Regions from separate parts of the Anser cygnoides genome. Here region 1 is linked to region 2. Evidence: chromatin contacts called from public Hi-C data. All regions are on one chromosome and are shown on one strand. Each heading gives the region's core, a stretch centred on a gene start, on an enhancer-like site or on the middle of the called end of the contact. The rest is flanking DNA. Distances are from core to core; before and after follow the strand shown. Region 1 overlaps FMN2 (formin 2). Region 2 holds the start of GREM2 (gremlin 2, DAN family BMP antagonist).

Evidence for each region. Hi-C and Micro-C count contacts between places; a contact is called where the count stands out from the background.
Region 1: a Hi-C map of liver shows a contact between it and region 2, with 2.3 times the contacts expected there. The contact joins the enhancer-like site here to the promoter of GREM2 in region 2. A contact is called at or near these places in 2 of 7 Hi-C or Micro-C datasets (both in liver).

What each region holds. Positions count from the first base shown.
Region 1 is chr3:40,200,218-40,205,701 of Taihu_goose_T2T_genome, forward strand. It overlaps FMN2 (formin 2), which reads right to left. Exons shown (of 21, transcript XM_066993979.1): 20 at 5,055-5,136; 21 at 1,669-3,628. The coding sequence ends at 3,602. Among named protein-coding and RNA genes, the nearest start is that of GREM2, 45 kb to the left of the region's middle. Within about 2 kb of position 2,569, at least 1 of the 3 cell types and tissues checked has open chromatin away from gene starts, as enhancers often do. A contact at or near this core is called in liver, where this site is marked.
Region 2 is chr3:40,156,591-40,161,428 of Taihu_goose_T2T_genome, forward strand. GREM2 (gremlin 2, DAN family BMP antagonist) reads left to right here and starts at 1,350. Exons shown (of 2, transcript XM_048079934.2): 1 at 1,350-1,669.

The DNA of each region.
Region 1 (5,484 bases), core at 1,319-3,818, 45 kb after region 2:
TCAGTTCTCCTTATTAACCTAGAGCATGCAAGAAAATAATGACAATGAAAAGACTTGCTACATCTTCTCTCAATGAAATTAATAACTGCTTCCAACTTCTTAAGCTGATCACTGGGAAATCAGGCAAGAAAAAATGACAACATATGGAAGATATTACTAATTGCATTCCCAATGCCACTGTTGGTTAATACTTAACTGACTTTTGGAAGTGCTTTGGGATGATGAAAGTTGCTACAAAAAAGCTAACCACTACTGCGTCATAACACACATGACAAAGTACCGTGCTTCTGAAAGACTTTAATTTGCAAAGCAAAACAACACAAATCTTCATAGCTCCTCATAAAAGCCAGACTTTTATTTTCATACTCAGTATGTTACATCCACTGCTCAGGTATGAAAGTCCTTATTTAGCTGCTGCAATTTAAGTAACTGAGTGATATATGGGGTTCACAATCAACAAAGGTTCAGAACCTGTGGCATGTTTGATGTTGCAATAAACAGGGGGTGAAGGGACCTAAAAGGCTGTTCCACCTCTTAAAAAACCAAACACACCCAAACAAACAAAATAACATTAGGCCAGAATTCTGTGAAAAGCCAAGTGTGTCACTGAACGAAATAGCAATGGTGAGGGTTAGTCTGGGATTCCACTCTGGGAGTGCTGTAGGTCAGCTATGATGCTGCACATAATGGGCCACTTTACTCTGTATAGAAGTTAAAAATAACTGTTTCCAACCTGTTTTCAAGAGACATGCTCAAATAGGTTGAGCCAGAGCACAGTGAAAGAAGAAAAGCTACATAGCAGCTTGTTTCTTCAAATCATAGCATGGTACTGCCAGCTGCAGTCAGCCTTTGACAGAATTGCAAATAACTTTTAGCATCTGCATTGCAGATCCTGTGAAAAGGGTAGCACGTACTTATGTTAATATGTACGTAACAGTACTACAAGGTTGTTGGACATATATGAAGTGTCTTTAATGATGTAAAACATATACATATTTTCATAAATTTGCATACAAAAGACATAGTATGCAGATAATACTTTTGAAAGCATGTTTTTGTCCTGATAGGAATTTCATGAGCCTGTTGGCAGTGTTAATAGGAACAGGCACTGTAGGCAGTGTTAATAGGAACAGGTTAAAGGCGCCTTTGTAGTAAGAATGCAGTCAGGCTTCTATTGAGTATCAAATCAGCTCCACAGCTGCAAAGAGATGGATTTGAACCACCTAAGCCTAATGCACTACTGGAAGGTATGCACAAGCCAGAGAAGTGAGTGATACAGTCTGACTGGCTAAAGGACTCTGAAGGTCCTCACTATCACCATCCAGGGAAGAAGTCATATGTCTACATAACCTGGAATTACTGTCACTGTGCTTCCAAATGGCAAGGAAAGAGAATCCCTGTTTCTACTGATCCCTTCGCAAAGGTTTTTCCTTGACGAGAAGTGGTGCTTCAGGAGTGAATGGTTGCAAGCAAACTACAGCAGAGCCTGAGAGTGAAGAGAGAAGGCAACTATTTTGTTATTATTCATTTTATTTTCATATAAATTAACATTCTAAAAAAAATTGAAATAGAAACACTAAATACAGTATTGCACATAGTGATCTTTGTTAGATGATCTATTATTTCATTTAGTATAGTAATATACATACTGTAGGTACTGAAGGAAACAGGAAGGCTACAAATGAAAACATGCTACTGTATCCTTGCACTTAGGAGCGAAGTTAAGAGGAAAAGACTACTGTTTACATAAATACAAACATGGATTTGAATCAGTGCCATTAAAATAGCTTTATTTTTTAAAGATTTTTTTTTCCATAAATTAGTTGTAACAACAAATAATCTCTTCTTTTCACTTCCCCAAATAGTAATGTTACTCCCATCAACACAAAGTTTTAGAACTCTATTCTTGGTAATTTATATCCCTGCCAGAAATTATTACAACAACAGAATTTCAAATAGGTTTGTCAGCAACAGGAGACTTGCTTTTCACATAGTGAAAAAAAACATCATTTCTAGTGCTTGGTATATGTGAAGAATAACAGATTCCTGAGGTCAAATTTCACACTTGTATAATATAGACACCTTGTATAATATATGACACCTTGTATAATATATTAGCCTCTGGACCACTAGGAATGTCTCATAATGTGCTAGATTAGACAGGGAACAACACACCCCAGCAGGTTAGACCTCATTTGCTTTACCCCAGCATCTTTCAGGCTCCAAGGCTGTGAGCATGTGCATCTAGTTCAATTGCACACACTGGTTACTTCAGGAAAAGCCAGCCATGAAAGCAAAACATTATCAATCAGGCTGATTGGTTTGGGGCTATTTAAGACCAGAGGAACGGGTTGTTACTGGTTGAGCATATCAAGGCTGATATAGTAAATTCTGGATTGAAAATAGGAATTAAGCACGTGGTCTAAAATGGAAGCCCTAAGTCATAGATTTCAATCATTGACCTCCTAGGCAGGGAGGCTGAAAGCCTGGAGGAAAAGTCTGCAATTACATTAAGTGTGAAATTGAGATGTCAATTAGTTGGTAGTCTTAAGTCTGTCACTAGAATTGGCTACTGTTTTCCATAAATGTCAGTCTCCATGTGCATCTTTTAATGGCTCTCTAAAGGAGTTTTAAATTAACTGCAAAGCTAATTCCAAAAGGGAATTCATGTACATGTGACCGAAAGCCTGCCTGACGTAACTGATCAGCAGTTAAAACTATACTACACCTTCTAAAGTTCATGTAAAAGTATTTGCTACTTTATAATGTTAACAAACTATAATAGCCAAATCTCTCTCATACTCTCCATAGTACTTCTGTGCTTTTCTGTATTTTCCTGCTTTTCATTTTTATTTTTTTAAATGCTGGATTTCTGACCTCACCATTACCACCTGACATTCACTATCTGGCAAAAGATGAAGTAAAAGTATGCTGCCTTATCGATTTTAAAGATAGTTATAGTAAACATCTTGTTCCACAAATATTTAGTCATGGAGGGCAACCAAACGAGTTGGGAAAGCATTGATTATACTGTATAAACAGCACTTAACAATTCAAAATACAAACTACAAATGCCAACATGAAACGGATACAAACAATTCACTAGGAGTAACATTTCTTTCCCTAATCTAAGTGCAGTGCCGTGAAGTATTTGTGTTAGACAGATGTTGCCAGTAGGAATGGAAATGTTTTACTTTATCAAGTAGCATTCTTATGAAGTTCAACTTAATGCAATTTCCAGCATGTTCAGAACTGATGCAGATGCTGCTTTTTATGCATGCTGACTTGGCCTATTTGTAATATACCATACACTTAACAAAATATCATTTTTGAGTGGAAAAGGAGATACAGAGTACAGGGAAGGTGTTTCAAGTCCATACCTAGTCTATTGCTGGGCACTCCATTAAAGTGATTACACACTCATTCATGAATGTATATTAACACATCAATTGGTGGAAAACTCTAGAGAACAAAAAGCGAATTCAAAAAGGTCAAGAAAGCAAATGATCAGGATGATGTAGTTTCCTTCCCCTTCACCCCCCCACCCACAGACATGTTGAGTTTTGGTAACCAGGTAACAATGGCTTTTGCTTTTCTTCTCTCAGATTTTCATACTTATCTTGGCTTTCTGAAAAATAATAAATAATAAAAAAAAGCAGAAACTGAGTATACATAAAAATATCACACAAATATGTAAAGCACATAAACACATAGGCTAACATTGAATTATACTTACTCTGGAGTTTAATTCACAAATAACATCCATTTGAAACTAGAACGGAAGTAAAGTGCAGCTAAACACTGCTTGTGAAATATTTTGTTTACTTCCCTTTTCACTGTATCAAATTTTCAGTAACTGGGAGTGACTGCAGTGGTAAATGAACCAAGATCCTGATATTCAGGCCTACCTGTAAGTCCAAGTTTCAGTGACTATAATAATGGTAATGATACGGGAATAACTAAGCCTATAGTTATTTTTAGAAACTATATCTCAGTGCTTTACATTCAGCAAGATGCAGGGGAGATGGAGAAATCCAAACTAACATTTTATTTTTTTTTAAAGCCTCTTGATCCAGTTTCAAATAAAATTGATAAAATAAAATCTAGTTTATCATTCCTAACCAAGCTGTTACCCTGTTTACATTTCCTGTGGCATGAACCACAGCCAGAACTCCCTAAATACACCACTATTTTTTGGAGCTAAACCTCTTAACATTAAGAAACAAATGCCATATCATATCTTCATGTTTCAGATTATGCTAGTTGGAACAAAGTAAATTACAACCTGCTTCATCTGACAGATGCGTCATAGTAAAATAACCATGACAAAAAAACAAAAAGCAATTAAATAATGCTTGGGGGGCACATGAAAAAATCATCTGTTATAAGATTTTACAAATATAATTGATGGCCAGTTGCTACAGATATAATTTTAATGTGAGGTGCCAGAGGAAAATTAATATGTTGTAAAATAAGTCATGATCCTACCAATGTTTTGGCAATCATAGTGGAAAATTTTCACTGAATTGACAAGAATTACTCCTCTATCATTAAATTTATTTATCTGTTTTTAGGAGAACATCAGAGCACAGTATTATCTTTTCCTAGAGCTGCTGTTCCAAAGACATACAGGTCAGTGGAACAGAAGCCACTAGTACTTGACACAGAGATCCAACTTGAAAAATGCATACTATCATGAACTTTCCCTACATTTTGTAGGTTTAGAAACAAGTAATTTCAGACTGAATAAGCTTGAAGACTGTAACTACCTTTCTCCCATCCAGGTGCATCCCACATCAAGACTGAGATGCAGACAGATTGGCAGGACAGATCAATAATGTGCTACTCTTGCTTGTGCTATGTCTATTTTGTGGAGTAACATTACCAGGCAGCATTCAAACTACTTTGTTAATCTAACAAGTTAACACCGTTTATGGAAGCATTTAAAAAAAAAAAAGAACAAAGTATATCAAGAATAACATACGTATAAAAGTCAATGAGAAAGAGGTAGGATGAATGATAGGAACAGAAGTATAGCTACAGTTTTTACTTACAATTCCGGAGTCATGTTTTGGTCTTATATTGTACAGTGATTTCCCCTTTTTCTGCCTGCAGACTTCCTCTGCTTCTTTAACTCTGAAATGAGACAAATTATAAATATTCCACTAGACAAAAACATTTTCCAAAAAGAGTGCTGTATAAAGCTTACAAATTTAGGCCTGAAAATACGAATGGACCTTATTCCCCATATTTTTATTAGCAGGCTCCACAATATAGCACTTGCACACTCTAGCTGTTGTTGCCATAGTACCAGGCTCTAGCACTCACAAGGTCAGGCATAATCAATGGCATATTCAATACTAGTTACAAAAGTAATCACTACTTGTTGTAGTTAAAGATTCAAGTCTAGCAGGATTTAAAATACACTGGAAGACATGAAGACTAACTTTCAGAGCATTCATGCCAAACAATGCTATGAAAGCT
Region 2 (4,838 bases), core at 100-2,599:
TCGCTAATAAAGCTGGTAAAATGAGGGACGATTAGACCTCAAGTATGGATATTTATAAACATCTCTGTTTTCATATATTTCTCAATATTTCCATTTTTATTTTTTTGACTTTTGCCTGAATAAAAAATAAACAAAAACATTTTGATAGCTAGCTGTGCATACCCCGAAGAGACAAAAGCATGCACTCTTTCTAGAGAGGGCGAAATAGCATCTTATTTTAAATATAAAAAAAAAAATACACCAAACAACAACAATAAAACCTGAATCAATTTGAAATGTTCTGAAGGTTACCATTTAAAAATGTAGAGATGCTGCTGGGATGCAAAGGTATCTCAGCAACTCCATTCGCTGTGTTTCAAATGCTACGGTCTGCCAAATTTGGATAAATGTTGACTTTTAATGGCACCTGATGTACCATCAGGCACAGACATTTCTTAATTCAACAGCATCAGTCAAATGCAGGTCACTGCATTAATTAAGAGTGCATCTGTTATAACTGATCATTTTGTTCTCCCTAATTTTTAATAAGCAATTTTGCCAACATGTTTACTGGAAATATTACAACATCTTCCTGCGCTGAGAAAACCCAAAGGGCCTATTTATCTCATTCTACTGTATTGTTGTTTAAACAGAGGGCCATGCTGAAACCAAAGGATTGCTGTTTCCCCCAGAAGACAGGTCTAAGATTTGACTTTATACAATAGCAAGTCTGTGGGAGAGAAACGCCTTTTCCACAGGCCACTGAAGTCATCCCGAGCAAAAGGGGGATACCAACATCAAAGATGCACCGGGAAATGACAGTCACAGCCAATGCGATTTAATAACCCTGGGTTCAGGAAGAGGAGGCTTAGCATCCTGATTTTATTTTCTGTGCATGCCACGGTTTGACGTGGATTTGACCAAGTTAGGGCTAGGAACCCAAACAGCGTTAAGAAAAGCAAACTGAACTTAGGCAAAGACCGCTTTGTCCTACCTCAGACTGAGCCCTCAGGTGGTCGGGTTCTGCATGCTTTTAATTTTACTCGCTAGGGATATTTAAAAACACGTTCCCAGCACCAGCGAGGCTGGATCTCGAGCATGACACCGAATGTCACAGGCGCTTAGAGCGCAGGTCCTCGGGCCCGAGGGGGGGGACGGCGTGCGGGGGACCCGCGGGTGCTCTCCCGGGGGAGCTGGGGCGGGCGGTCCCCCCGCGGAGGCACGGCCGGGGGGCTCGGGGGCGGGCGGGGGGCTCGTCGTGCCGGCGGGGGGCTCGTCGTGCCGGCGGGGCCGCGCACAGCCCGGGGGCTGCCAGGGCCGAGCGGAGTGTGTGCGGCCGGCGGCGAGGGGAGGCGGGCGGGGAGCCGGGCGGGCGGGCGGGCGGGCAGGGAGGCTGGTGTGAGCTGTTTGGCCACCGGAGCCAATCGAAAGCTGGGGCTTGATCCTCTCCTCGGGCAGTGGCTGAGAGGAGCCAGTGCCGAGCTCCCCCCTCCGCAGCTGGGACCCGGCGAAGCCGCCTCGCTCGCTCCGGGCACCGCGCTCCCGCAGCGGGCGCCTATGGGCATCTGCACCGCGCCGGGGCTGCGCACCACCGCCGGCGGGCGACGACGGCGACCCCGCTGCACGCCGCCTCTGGATCTATAGCCGGCAGGACGGAGCGCGCCGCAGACCCTTCCCCGCCTCGCTGCAGGTACGGGGGGGCGCCGAGCCAGCACCGGCCCGCGGCCGCCCGCCCGCTCCCCCCCATCTTCCTCCTCCTCCTCGCCCCCTGCCCTCCGACACCCGTCGCGGTGCTGACATCGCGGGGCCGCCCCGCGGCGCCGCCCCCGGGCGCGCTCTCTGCGCGGGCCCCGCCGGGGGCAACGCGGGGCCCCGCGGGCGTCTCCGTGCCCAAGGGCGCCGGGGCCGGGTCCCGGCAGCGCCGGGGCTCGGCGGCTTCGCTCCGAGTCACCTGCGGGGCACAAGCCCCTCGGCGTCCCATCCCCACGCTCCCCGAGGGGAAGCAGCAGCAAAATACGAAAAAAAAAAAAAAGAAAAGAAAAAAAGAAAAAAACAAAAAGAGAAAAGCCGCCCACCCCCTCGCGCTTGAAACCTGTGCCCCTTTGTACCGTGCTTTCTTTGCTTTGGGTTAATGATGGGTTGTGATTATGAAAGCCCAGGAGGGATCAGCTCCAAGAGCGAGCAGCACTACTTTAAGTCGGGAGCTGGAAATCCATACAAGTGCATACATACGCCGCTTGTTCCTTGTGCGAATGACGGTAATGATCCAAACCCACTTCTTGTCTCACAAGGAGCGCCCACCTGACTTTGTGCTGAAGCTAAGGAAATATTTGCATTCTCACAGGTCTTGCAGAATTGGAGTCACAGGTCCTGTAAAAAGTTGCACTGGCATTTGGCTGAACAACTCTTATTTTTAGCTTACTATTGTGAAAGCGGTTATATAACTTTCGGTGGATTTTTGAGGACGAAATTAACAGCTTGTAACAAGTTAAACCTCTCTTTTTTTGCAAAAGCGGGGGGAATAAACTGAATGAAAGCCCAATGACCACCATCAGGTGAGCTTCCATCTTACCACGGCAGTGGCAGACATCCCCCGAGGAAAACCCCCCAGGCCAGGAATCCCATAGCCCTCCTGGGAATCACCAAGCAACAGGTGCAAGAAGCGGCAATGCCTGCACACAGCCCTAATTAGCAGGCTGCTTATCAGGCCGCTTCAAGGCTGTTTCTCACTAAAGCAGGGAGAAATCAGCATGACTTCAGAGTCTTTACTTCCCGCCAGCACAGATACAATACAGATACTGTGCTTCCTGAGGGGATTAATTTGTTGCTTGAACTCCAAGAAGTATGTGCTGCCTGGTATATTTTGACACAGATGCTTCACTTGCTAACCTTCATGCATAGTTTCCAGGCTGGCTTTTGCAAATACTGAGGATAAACAATACTGTTCTAAGATTTGATAGCAGAGCCCTTACAAAATAACTGGACAGACGCAAGAAGTCTGGTTATTACTGGGAATCAGGGTTCAATCTCAGTACCCAGGCTCAGAGCAAGGGACCTCTCTTTTCTTGCACAGTCCCCATGAACTGCCGCTGTCCAAGAAGGGCAGCAAAGTCCTAAAGTCTGAAAAACTGTGTGTGATTACTGTGAAACTGATGAGGGCAGACCCATTTGCTAAATGTGTTGTGGAATGAGGGACAGATCTAGCTGGTAGCATTTTGCTTTCTTGCATTTAATGCCGCACACTGTGCACGCAGAGCTCTGGTGCTCGGGGGGAAGCGTGTCTGGTAACAGCGAGGTTTGCTCAACTTCCCGTGCGGGATGATAAGGGGCGTGAAGGCAGTGAAAAGCATCAGAAGGGGCTCTGAAAGGGTGGCACAAAAATAAATGCCATTAACTTTAGATTTTGAGCTGATTGGTTTAGCTGATCTATTTACTTTTTGTTTGTCTTTCAAATAGACTGTCGTGAAACATGACTTTCAGTGTGGAATAGAACAAATGCATAGGAAATTGAAGAATTTAACTGAGGGGATTTTTGTTTCTTTCCATAGTACCAGGTGAGGGTAAAAAATAATCTGAATTGCCAGCTGAGGTATATAGATATATCCAGTCCTGTGGAAACTGATGGGTTTCAGTCATCATTTGTCAATGTTTATGCAAGTGTTAATCAAGTAGATCTGGGCCATCCGCTTTTGTAATAAATAGTTCAGTCCTGCTGTGATTTTTCTTGATAAACTTGGTAACTGGCAAATTCCAACTTACCAGCATCTGATGCTTGAGCTAGAACTATTTCAATATAAGTTTAGTAGCACTGCATGTAGAAGTACGAACCTGAGCAGTCGAAGTCGCCGTGCAGATTTACTGACATCTGAAGAGCCTCTTCAAGAGCTGCACAATAAGCTCTTTCACTTCGCTCTCACAGATGCTCGTGGGTGTGGTTGTGCATTTATATTAGGGTTGTGGTTCATATCAGGAGTGCTCTTTTGACGCCAGTCTTCCAGTTGTTCCCACTTACTGTCCATCTCCGTATACCTCATGGTGGGCCAGCTGGATTCCTTTAGGATGAATCTAAACTGGAAGATGTGCTTGAGTCATTGCTGGAAATTCAGTCCATGGGACCAGACCAGAGCTAGCCTGAAGTAAAACCCTAGGAAATGCATTTAGCATTGACACAAAGTCTCCTGCACATAATTGTTTTGCTCAATATTTCTGTTCCTGTTGGGCTGTGCTGCTTGCTAACATAGACATAGTCAATTTGCAGTGCTGATACACAGCACAGTTTGGAGCAGACACTCGCCATCTTTCCCTGGGGTGTTGGCTGTTCCCTGCTCCCGGCACCATTGCCTGCAGATGTGTTACCGAGAAGCTCATTCTGTCTCTGTGGGAGAGCACGACCCTGAAACCAACTGTGGCAGCCTTATTTGTATGAACACACACCGAGAACATTTCAGTTTTAGAAGAAGATGGATAGGTGGTAGTTGTGACTTTTTGTTTGTATGTTTGTTTGTTTTGTGTGTGTGTCTGTGTGTTTTAATAGTCTGGTATGTGATTGCAGACCTTTTTGAGTGAGAACTTCAGATAACATAGCCTTGTGCTTACCTGGTGAATGTGAACATAACAGTTGTGCTCAGAAAAAGACAACTGATGCTTCTTTATGTCTGCTTCCCTGCCATTGGCCATACTCTGGCGCGTGTGAAGGTTTACAAGGCTGTGTTTATGCTCCTCATTTCGTATGGAAGCAGTGAAAAATGTTGGCTTGAAATGTAAAAACTGTCAATTAGAAATGCTGCGTTGTGTTTTGTGAGCGCAGCATCCTGCCTGACTATGTTTCCCATAACACAGCAGAAACATCCCTTTGAAGA